4 separate regions of the Mus musculus genome follow, and all the other regions are linked to region 1. Evidence: chromatin contacts called from public targeted proximity ligation data. All regions are on one chromosome and are shown on one strand. The core of a region is the stretch at or near the end of the contact, and the rest is flanking DNA. Distances in the headings are between cores, read along the strand shown.

Region 1 (2,700 bases), core at 63-2,562:
AATGAGGACACAAAAGACTTAACTGTGGACATTTAGCCTGTCATTCATAATGTCTCTTGAATATAGTATGCCTTATAAACAGAAAATCAAACTCATACCTCAGGAATTTATAAATGTGCTTTAAAGTATTTCAGAGAAATGGCTTAGCACTTAGGTGCACTTAACTGCCCTTCCAGAGGACTGGGTTCCATTCCCAGCACCTATGGTGGGTGGGTCACAAATGTCTCAAATGCCTATAACTTCAGGTCCAAGGCATCTGACGCCCCTTTCTGATATCCCTAAGCACTGTGTACACGTGTCACTCACACACACACACACACACACTGAATAAAAATATAAGCAAATCTTTTACAAATGTAACTGAAATGGTGGCTAGAGACAGCTCTTCTTTCAGAGGCTCTGAGTCTGGTTCCCAGCACCTACACTGACTGGCTCACTACCACCTGTAACACCAGTTCCAGAGGATCTGATGCCTTCTTCTGGTCACTCTGGACACTTGCACACAGATAGCATACAGGCACGTACCCATAAATAAATCCTTAAAAAGAATAAAACAGACTGATGTATTTATTACCCAGAGTTCACTTTGTTTCTGCTCAAAGTAATTCATTTTAATGCATAACTAAATAACATGACATAGGGAATAAAATAGCTCAACTTAACCACTGCTGAGTGAATCCCAAGTTCACTTTCCATAGCTATTATGCTCAATGTTACTAACTCTGTTAAAATCATTAATAATAAAACCGTAATGAAATTATGGTCTCTCTGTGATACAGGAGTCGTCTTCGAGTTTATTTAGAGTACTAACATTGAAAACTAGTAAGAGTTCGAGGCCAACCTAGTCTACAAAGTGAGTTCCAGGACAGCCAGGACTGTTATACAGAGAAACGTTGTCTCAAACAACACATAGAGAGATAGAGAGGGAGAGAAATATCCACCATCAATGGAGGATACTAAGCTAAACTCTAGCTTTGCCTAACCCAAAGAAGAGAGGAAGGAAGCCACCTGGTTTGCATACGTGTTGGGAAATTCTTCTTGTGACTTCTCTCGGTGAGGAAGCATAAACAGTTGAGCGCTTCTAACAGTCTTCTCGAGGCTAAACCCGCTTCTCAGTTCTCAGGTCAAGCCCGGTTCTCAGGTCGTCACTCCATTGCACCTCACTTTTGGTACCCAGAGGCGCGCTCACTGCAGAGCATCTACTCGCCTCCAGCTGATGGCGCGTTGGACGTAGCGAGCCCGGGTGGGCGTGGCCCGCGCTCTGACGCACAGCGAGCGCGCCGACGCATGCGCACGTCGCCCGCGGGAGCTCGCCGGTGACTAGAACGGCGGCGGCGGCTCCCAGAGCGGGCGCTAACCGCCCGAGGCGTGGCGGGAGGCGGCGCGGGGCGGCTGGTGGAGGTCCCCGGGGTTGCCGGTCATGATCGACTCGGTGAAGCTCCGGCGCGACTGCGCGGCCGACTTCTTCTCGCACTACGAGTACCTGTGCGCGCTGCAGGACTCCGTGCCGCTGCCCGCCGTGCGCGCCTGCCTGCGGGACGGCGTGCTGGACTTCAATGCCGACCGGCTGCGCGCGGTGGACTGGGCACCGCTGCTCAGCACGCTCAGGGTGAACCGCGACCTGCCGCTGGTGGCCATCAAGAGCTCCTTCCAGCCGTGGCTCGGGGAAACAGTTCTGCGGTCCGGAGGTGCGAGGGTTTGGTCGGAGAAGTGGGAGCCCGGTGCAGGATCAGCCTGCGAAGCGGCCTCCACCTAGCCACAAAGGAGTTTTTGCCGCCGCCTCCCTTGCAGGTTGCCGCCTCGGTCCGTTGTCTGGAGTAGTCAAGCTAGGGAGTAGAACTCGACACTGCCCCTTATTACAGCGAGGATGACCAACTCTGCACCCCGAGGGGAATATGCGTGATAATTTAGCAAATGGTCCCTGCCCTCTCTTCTTTTAGGGGTTTAAATGTACAATCTCCCTTCATTCGTAATTGCAAGTTTAATACAGAAAAGGAGAAGGTTAAAGATGGAAAGAAAAAAATGTATAACAAAAAAATAATCAGGGACGTCTTTTTTGATTTTTAGAAAAATATTTGAGGGTTTTGCCTTCGCGTGTGTATGTGCACTATGTGTGTGCAGTGCCTGCGGAGTACAGAAAAGGGGGTAAGAGGTCGGAGTCCATATGTGAACCACCATATGGATGCTGGGAACCGAACTCGCATCCTTTGCAAGAGCAGCAAGTATGTCCAACCATTGAGCCATCTCTCCAGCCCAAGGGACTATTATTATTTGTTTCTTTTATTTATTTATTTATTTATTTATTTATTTATTTATTTATTTATTTATTTATTTATTTGAGAGACAGGGTTTCTCTGTGTAGCCCTGGCTATCTTGGAACTCACTCTGTAGACCAGGCTGGCCTTGAACTCAGAGTCTGGCCTGCCTCTGCCTCTCGAGTGCTGGGATTGAAGGCGTGCGCCACCACTGCCCGACTGGAACTATTATTTTTGACGAACCCGTTGTAAAACAGTTGACTCTGGTTATTTGCAGATAACGTATTTACAAGTTCCTTTCATTTGAATTTTTGTAACTCCCAGCCAAGTCTTTGTGGTGCTTCTATGGTCATTCATGAACACCCGCCCAGAAGCCAAAAAAAAAAAATTACCATCCAATATATATGTTCCTTACTGATTTGCATATTTGTGTGTTTGTGTATCT
Region 2 (2,770 bases), core at 202-2,701, 390 kb before region 1:
CGCAGTTCAGGCTCGTCCCTAGCAGCCCATTCTGGAAAACTGGAAGGACAGAGTGAGTCTTTCTAACAAGTGGGCTTAACCCACACAAAGGGCTATATTCACCCATTAGACAGGGCTTCTCTAAAAAGCCACAGTGTAGCTTTTTAGAACTTTTCTAAGGTAATCTCTCACCTAGGGGCACTGCTCCTTCCTCAACCCACTGCACCCTCTTTGACCTTTCAGTGCTGGGGCCCACTTTTCTCCATGTTGGGGGCCTGCCTGGCCTGAAATGGTTTGAAGCTGCACACAGCATTGGATATAGAGGTAGCTTTAAAGACTGATGGTCTCTGGCCTTCTACCTCTCTGACTATACTGAATGCTTGTTGATAGCTTCTTTAAAATCCTAAAACCTTTCTTGCTTATTCTGAGGTTAAAAACTGCTGGCTTGGGAGATTCCACTGTAGCCTAATAGCAAGGGGCTAAGGAAAGGGTTAATCACTAGGGCTTTTTCCTCTCTTGCCCAGAAGCCTCGCCTCTCACTTGTCAGGCAGGACTGGAGGTTTAGAGCAATAAATTTTTATTGAACCAAGAGAAGAGAGTCAGGCTTGCAGGAGGAAAATCCTTTATACAAAAAATATGAATAAACTCACATATATTCATATATACACATTCATACTTATCTGTTGGGCCCAACAGTCTATCTAATCAATTTACATGCTTACACACATACATCCGTACTTACATATGCATATGAAGCAAAAGCCCAGGCGCCAGTGCAGAAAGCACTCAGTTATTCTGAATAAAAAGTAAGCATAGAGAAAAATGTCTGCCCTTTAATTGCTAAATGAATCAAACCCAAATCTGTAAGAAAAAAGCTTTGTCCTTTTTAGTAAGACTAAGCCTCCCTCGCCGTTAAGAAAAGACTGGTTCAGTTCCATGGTAAAGAGAAGCCTGCCTGCTCTTTCTGCTCGCTGCAGCATCTTCTCTGTTCCTCTTTCTCCATCCAATGTCCCAATGGATGGAGCAGTGTGTCCGAGGAAGCACACAGCTCTTCCTCTCTGTAGTTTGTAAGGACAGGAGGGTCAAGGAGAAATGCAGTGTGGACAATGAGGGAAGCACTGAGTGCCTGCTCACTCCTAAGACAAAGCAGGCTGGGCAGGGGCGGGGGTGGCACACAGTCTCACAGCCTCTTCTTAGGTTTTTAATAGAAACTGCCCAAGAGGATCAAAGAGGACCCAGTACAGGCTTCACTGTGGTGGACAATATTCTGCGCTAACTAGTTGCCATGGCCTCCACCTAGCCCCAAGGAGCCTTTCTATCACTTTCCCTTCAGCTAGTACTTCTGAACTCAGCTGTGTAGCTTTGAATGCTGGAACGGGGCACAAGAGACGGAAGCCACCTGCTAGGGTGGGGGTGTGCCTGCTCTTTCTTCCTTTCGGGGTCACAGAGAAAGGCCATGTGCTTGGCCACAGATGTCTAGACTCTATGAAGCCACCATGCAGACATGGAAAAAGGAAGTTCCCAGCCCACACTGTAGTAGTCAGCCACAGCTGTCTACTCCTAGTCCTGGCCCTGCCTGTCTGTCATTGCAGCAAGAGAGTGTGGCCAGAAATCTCATTCCTTGGTTGAGCCCTGCTTAAGGCCACAAGGATAGTTCTTACCCCTCATCACTGTAATGCTCTGTAATGTTTTCTCCTAATACATGACTGCTAGCCGCAGGCTAAATAAAGTACTAGTCCTAGCCTGACACTCACAGCTTGACACTGCCTGATTCACAGACCAACCTAATCCGAGCCTCTTCACAAATGTTCTCCTCCATATAGAGATCCCGTGTCACTGCCAGCTTACAGTGCACTCTGTTGACCCACTGACCCATAGGAGCTCCAACTTCTAATCCTTCAGGCCCAGGTTCCGTGGCTTTTCCCACACTTCTCTGGGCCTCTGGGTCTTCCACCTGTTTCCGGCTGGATCCACTGTGCTGGTAACAGCCCCTGCCTGGAACTGCAGGCAGCTATACCACTACAGGACTCACGGCTCACATGGATGAAGGAAGGATGTGATGGGAATCAGTCAGACCAGGATCAAGGGCGACTTTGGGTTGAAGCTTGACAGAATGAAAGGCTGTGAAGTGTGAATGTGAAGCAGAGGAAACACAAGCTCCAGAACCTGAAGGGGCCATGCTCCAAGTGCACCATTCCCCAGGGCTTCTGACTCCAAGAACCTGTGCACTAAAGAAGAAAAGCCTCTGTTTGGGTTACAGAGGCCATTTTCTCCTTATCTGCAGTGTATACTGGGGACAAGCATGGTGCAAACATGGTAGGCTCTATGAAGAACACACACATCTGTATGGCTCCAACACTAGGGGTCCTGTTGTAACTAACCACTCAGGTGCAATATCCAGGAACAGGCCAGGGCATGTTCACAGGGCCCTAGTCCCCTTGAAAGCCGGTTTTCCACAGGCTAGAGTCTGGTCCACGTCTGCATAAAAAGTTCCTGAAGGGCCTAACCCAACGGCATCTCACGTCTGTCCAGTGGAGCTCTGCTGCTCATGGGCAAAGGCTGCATTTTCCGATTCCTCGTCAACACGCTGGTGCTTCTCGCTGTCCAGGCAACAAAACTAAGCTTGGAACAACACTTTCAACAGCCTTTCCACCTCACTGCTCTGTCACCAATACACACACGCTCTTTCTCACAAACCAAACTACCAAACCAGACCAAGCTGACAACAGGATCCTTAACTCTTTCAGATGACACAATCTATAGGGAGGAAGCAGAGTCCTGGGTGCATGCT
Region 3 (2,702 bases), core at 38-2,537, 510 kb before region 1:
CAAGACTTAAAGGGGAACATCTCATTACACTGTCCCTTCCCCATGTTTGCTCATTACACCCAAAGCTTTCAGGCACAAAATAAGTCCCCAGATAACTGTGGAACATGTTTGACTGGTGTGCTTCCTCAGTGACAGTATGGAAAGGCACCAGTTGCTTTTCTGCTTCTGTTTCAAATCTACTTGTCTCTCATCCTTATCACTACCCTCAACGATTTCACACCCTTTCCCTCTCTTCAGTTAGTTTCTATCAAAGATATCATTATCTCTCCTTACCCACCAGAGTAAAGTCTAATCCTGGACCATCCATCTGACTCTCTGGAGAGCTTGCCCATCACCTTGAACTTGAAGCTCAAGCCATCATCTGATGAGGGTTTACTCACCCATCTTTTACAGCAGTTAGATCTGGATTTCCTTTTGTTCTCTCTGGCACACTAGACACAGAACTTTTCCAAAATAGATCTCTATTGCTTTGTCCCAGTTTGCCACAAGATTTGAATTCATTACTCCACTGCTATCGCTTGATGCCTTCCACTTCCCTCATTGCACAGTGTGTCTGCGATGGCCTGGATATTTGTCTGTATTTCCGAAATCCCCTCAAGGCATTGAACTGGGTAAAGTCAGAGGCCTTGTCCTGCTAGTCTTTGTATTCTCAGGCTCTGAGCAGTTTCCAGGATGTACTCAAAAGCCACTGGCATAGGACTGGAAAGATGGCTCAGTGACTAAGAGCATTTGCTTCTCTTGCAGATCAGCTGGGTTTGGTTCCCAGCATCCACATGGTAGTCACAACTGTGTGTACTCTAGTTCCAAGGGGACTCTTGGAACCCCTCTTCACCAGGCAAGCATGTGATACACATCTATACATACAGGCAGTCAAGCACTCATACACATGAAAAATTAATTAATTACATTAAGAAACCATTGGCTGTGTTTATGGAAACACCACTAACTGCCAGGCCAGGGTTTTCACAGCTCTGTGGAGCACGTTGAATTAGAATACCCTTGGGTTTCTTCCGGCACTAGCACCTGAAACTTGTTTGCACAAATTGCACATGAATGGATGCTCAGAAATTGCCAGGCAGCACTTAGGAATCTGGGAAATGCTTAAGAGCCTCACCCCATCTCTAATTGGCGTAATTCCCCCCAAACGCCTGAAAAGACAGCATCTCCTTTGTTTTGTGAATTTGCTCAGAAAATAAAGGCAAGGCTTACCAACTAGGTTGGGTTAGGACAGGAGGGGCAGCCGGGAAGAAAAGCAAGCTCGGGTTACTGCCCAGGTCAGCAGGCCACACAAACCCCTAGTTCGGGAACTTTGGACTCCTCTCAGTCCAGACGCCAAAATAAATTACTCTAAGCTTATGAAATTCCTGTAAACTTCCATTTGTGACTTTCATCGTTTTTATTGCATATTGTGAGTTGACAGGGTGGAAATTAAAAACAAAACACACAAAAGACATTTTGAGTCTGACCACAGTTGTCCTCTCTATGAGGGTAGCTATGGACAGATGCAGAACTGCCTAACCATTGTGTCTAGTGTCCGTGGAATTCTGAGGAGACCCTCATCACCTCCTCTCCAAAATTCCTAGTGGCATTTAGAGTTGGAGAGAGCTCCGCGGTTAAGAGCATTCCCTGTGCTTGCAGAAAACAGGAGTTCAGCTCGCAGCACCTCAGGAGGTTCCTAACCACTGGGACTTCAGCTGCAGGAGGCCTGACACCTTCTGGTCTCCGTGGATAAATAACAATAATTTAAAAACTAAACCTTTGACTTCCGCTTCCAGCTCTCCAGACACAAGGGTCCCAGGAGCCAAACTAGCGGGGAAAATGAGGCCTTTGACTGAAGAAGAGATCCGGGTAATGTTTGAGAAGATTGCGAAATACACTGGAGAGAATCTACAACTCCTGGTGGACAGACCCGACGGCACTTACTGTTTCCAGCTGCACAACGACCGACCGAGTGTACTATGTGAGTGAGATGATGCTGAAGCTGGCCGCCAACATCTCCAGAGATAAGCTAGTGTTGCTGAGGAGCTGGGGACGCGTTTTGGAAAGTTTACTAAGACCCCCAAGTTCCATTTGCACATTACAGCTCTGGATTACCCTGCACCCTATGCCAAATATAAAGTGTGGATAAAGCCGGGAGCAGAGCAGTCCTTCTTATATGGAAACCATGTGTTGAAATCCAGTCTGGTTAGAATTACTGAAAACACGTGTCAGTACCAGGGAGAAGTGGTTTATTCCATGGCGGATATTCCTCTGGGTTTTGGGGTGGCAGCAAAGGGCAGAAAAGTGGACCTTGTGGCAATTGTGGTGTTCCAACAAGCAGACATTGTGGATTATGTTCGCCATGAAGAGACACTGACTTAGGACGGTCATCCCAAGAACATTTTGCTGTGGGAGAGGACTTAGCTTTGTTTCCTGTGTGCGGGCCATCAGGTTAAAACTGGACCACACTGAGATATCAACACAAATGGCTCGAAAATAGGGTCTCTGGCCCTCTAGTCAAAAACAGTTGGACCACACGTATAAGGTCAGCTCGGGCTACTTGGAGAGTTCGAGGCTAGCCTGGGCTACCTAGTGAGACTTTTCTCAAGAATCCAAAACAGACAAACCAGAACCCGAGAGTGTTTTGTGTGAGTAAATAGTGTTTCTATTTTGTGTCTGCGTCGTCTTTGTTTGAATCAGAAGACTTGCTCTGAGTGATGGTT
Region 4 (2,700 bases), core at 199-2,698, 340 kb before region 1:
AGTCCAGTGACAACCGAGGAGGCTGACCCGATCAACAGACATGTCTGAGAGAATCTCCTGAATGGAGCAAAGTTATATAGGGTTCTGTTGGTTTTCAGTAAAAGGAAGGGAGGGCAAAGAAAGAGCTAAAGTAATCTCACAGTTCCTCTCCCACAGCAACAGAGTCACCTGGAGTTTAATGGCACACTAGACTTACAGCTTTATGGTAGAAGCGAAAGATATGAAAGCTCTTGGATAAATTCATGGGCTATGCAAGGAGTTTGCCCAAGATTTTATTTGGGTTAAGTCATCATAAAATTCCAAGTAATAATCCCCAAACATCTCCCTGTAGCATGTTTGAATACATGAGTGGATGAAGGCAGCCACGCCCACTAGCTTGCTTTCTTGTTACAATTAACTTCAGGATCATCTCTTGCTGTAAACAATAAAGTTTTAAGTTTAGAAAAAAGGAGCTATACCCATGCTTTGAATTATTAAAAGTAAAGAGTAAAGCTGAGACTTCGGTAAAATAATATGACCAAATCAAATTAAATTTGACTTTTTTTTTGCTTGGGATATGATTCTAAGTGATCATTAATTTTAATGATTGTCTGTCCATAGCAAATTTGAGCTACTGTGAGCATAAGAGTAACTTTGAACAACTCAATTGTCCCTCCCAGTTTTAAATGAAAGCAACCCAGAATAAGATTTGGCAACATATAAGTGAACTAGCTTTTTTTAAAAAAAAGTTTTAAAGAAAAAGTTAGAGGCATATAGACAGACCTTAGCAAGTACACCATTAAGAAAAAAGGACCTGTGGGTAGTAAGTAAGAAAAGAAGTTTCTGGCATGTGATGCAAACCCAGCTAAACACAAGATAAAACAGTGCCTTGTGGCATTAACAGCATGCTCACTGGGCAGATATTTGGCACTGGGGGATTTTAACCCCTATTAAGTGTCTCCATGGCAAGGCTGCCATGTTACAGATTTGCAGTTCAAGTTCGATATGAAGATAAAATCGTGGCACAGAAAAATGATGCTGGGTAGGCTTCATATTTTTAATTATTAAAAAGAAGGTTACAAAAACTAGGTCGCCTTCATTAAAAAAAATTAACAAGACCTCATTGTGAGAGGCCCAGTCCCTTGGGAGTAGAAAGCTAGATCATGCCATGAGATCCTATCTGACTGTCAGAAAGCAGCGAAGGCAAGGAAGAAGCCCAGACACAGCTCTGTCCAGAGCTGGATGAGCACAAAATTCCAGAGAAAAAGAGTTAAAAAAACAAAACAAAAAACCAAACCACTGGAACATTGTTAGAGAGACCTTTAAAAAATGGTTTAGTGACAGTTCTGAAATCTACTACCCTGAGACAAGGTTCAAAGCAACCCAGGTCTGAAGGCCTGGATGGAGCGGCCCTCCTCCCTCTGATCTGATTGGCCAGGAATCTGGTTCAGCTTGTTAGCTGAATGCAGTTACTCATTACACAAGCACTCCCGTCTCAAGTGAACTCAGTGGGTAAAAGGGAAGTAAGCGTTCCTCATGGCTAGTGCTCAGTGACCGGTAGCATTTATTACGGGTAGTTTTGGACATAACGTTGTTTGCTTTTCATAGGAAATCCCAAGTGCAAGGCAAAGGCCACAAAGTAGTGTTATGGATCCCGATTCTTCAGAACGTTATCTCAGGGGAGAGTAATCTCCACAGTAAAGAGAAAGGGAAGGGAGAATGGGTCCCGACTCTCTTTGACAAAAGAACTACAACAATTCACAAAGTATTTTTTCCCCTTAGCAAATATCCTGAGTATCCTGAAAAGAACTTAGCATTTAGGAAAGAGACTCAACATATTAATTCTATATACATACTGTTCAAAATGATTATCAAAGAGACCAGTGGGACCGAGCAACTCTGTGTGCCAGGCAGACCCCAGTGTTGAGTCCAGGACAAGGCCAAGAGCAACAGATTCACAACTATATTGCACAAAGAAACAGACAAAGCCTGTATTAGATACACACACAGCCAGGCACAACAATGCACACCTATAGCCCTTACTACTGGGGTGGGGAGAGGGGAGCTAAGCAGGATTGTTTGTGGCAGGGAGCCTGAGGTACTGTACTGGTGCAACACAAATGGACTGTCTCTTAAGTAGGAAACAAAAGGAAACAACAAAATCCAAAGAGAGAGACAGAGGAAGGCAAAAGAGGCCCTTAGTTCCCCTACTGAGTTTTTCTAATTTATTTTCTTGTAAGACAGCTTTCAAGGGTGTTGATTAATTCTGACCCAATTCTGAAACACCAAGAAACAATAGAATGTTGCTTCTTATCTGCCTTGCTGTGCAGTGACTATGCTTAATTCAGATAACATATACCTGTTTAATGAGAATGTATTATGTTAAATTCTAATTCCGCGTGTCTTTGATGGGAGTTGGTGGCTGGCACAAGGAACTGGTATGAAAATACATTAAAATATACTTCTTTGCCTTAGGGATGTCAGACTACCTGGGAAGCAAAGATAGTACAGATGAATCAATTGAGAAACAATTAAGTACCCAAGTGTAACTTGCTAACTAAGAATGTAATAAGAAAGGATAGGTGATCATGAACTGCAGTAGGGAATTATGTGCACAAAAGGGTGGGGGATGCTAGAGGCAGAAAAGAGAAGAAATAAGAGTAAAGAAATCAGAAATGGCACAGAATTTTCTTAGTTTTTCAACTAATACCTTTTAATCAA

What was found.
Region 2: a contact with region 1 is called in a targeted proximity ligation map of bone marrow-derived macrophages, with 4 times the contacts expected there. A contact is called at or near these places in 2 of 39 promoter capture datasets (the C10 cell line and liver), 4 of 130 datasets of targeted methods (bone marrow-derived macrophages, embryonic limb bud, embryonic stem cells and 1 more) and 2 of 9 other capture datasets (embryonic stem cells and liver).
Region 3: a contact with region 1 is called in a targeted proximity ligation map of embryonic stem cells, with 2.8 times the contacts expected there. A contact is called at or near these places in 2 of 39 promoter capture datasets (hippocampal neurons and trophoblast stem cells) and 3 of 130 datasets of targeted methods (astrocytes, bone marrow-derived macrophages and embryonic stem cells).
Region 4: a targeted proximity ligation map of pancreatic cancer cells shows a contact between it and region 1. A contact is called at or near these places in 7 of 39 promoter capture datasets (the 3T3-L1 cell line, 3T3-L1-derived adipocytes, the C10 cell line and 3 more), 6 of 484 Hi-C or Micro-C datasets (the N1E-115 cell line, adipose-derived mesenchymal stem cells, bone marrow-derived macrophages and 3 more), 7 of 130 datasets of targeted methods (astrocytes, bone marrow-derived macrophages, embryonic forebrain and 3 more) and 2 of 9 other capture datasets (adipose tissue and liver).

What each region holds. Positions count from the first base shown.
Region 1 is chr19:15,983,601-15,986,300 of GRCm38.p6, reverse strand. Cep78 (centrosomal protein 78) reads left to right here and starts at 1,312. Exons shown (of 15, transcript NM_198019.2): 1 at 1,312-1,688. The coding sequence starts at 1,421. It overlaps C130060C02Rik (RIKEN cDNA C130060C02 gene), which reads right to left and starts at 1,226. Exons shown (of 3, transcript NR_045355.1): 1 at 1,009-1,226.
Region 2 is chr19:16,371,947-16,374,716 of GRCm38.p6, reverse strand. The region is part of intron 5 of Gnaq (guanine nucleotide binding protein, alpha q polypeptide); the gene reads right to left. Among named protein-coding and RNA genes, the nearest start is that of Mir496b, 58 kb to the right of the region's middle.
Region 3 is chr19:16,490,181-16,492,882 of GRCm38.p6, reverse strand. The region is part of intron 1 of Gna14 (guanine nucleotide binding protein, alpha 14); the gene reads right to left. It also overlaps the pseudogene Gm8222. Among named protein-coding and RNA genes, the nearest start is that of Gna14, 56 kb to the right of the region's middle.
Region 4 is chr19:16,324,864-16,327,563 of GRCm38.p6, reverse strand. All of the region lies in intron 3 of Gnaq (guanine nucleotide binding protein, alpha q polypeptide), which reads right to left. Among named protein-coding and RNA genes, the nearest start is that of Mir496b, 11 kb to the right of the region's middle.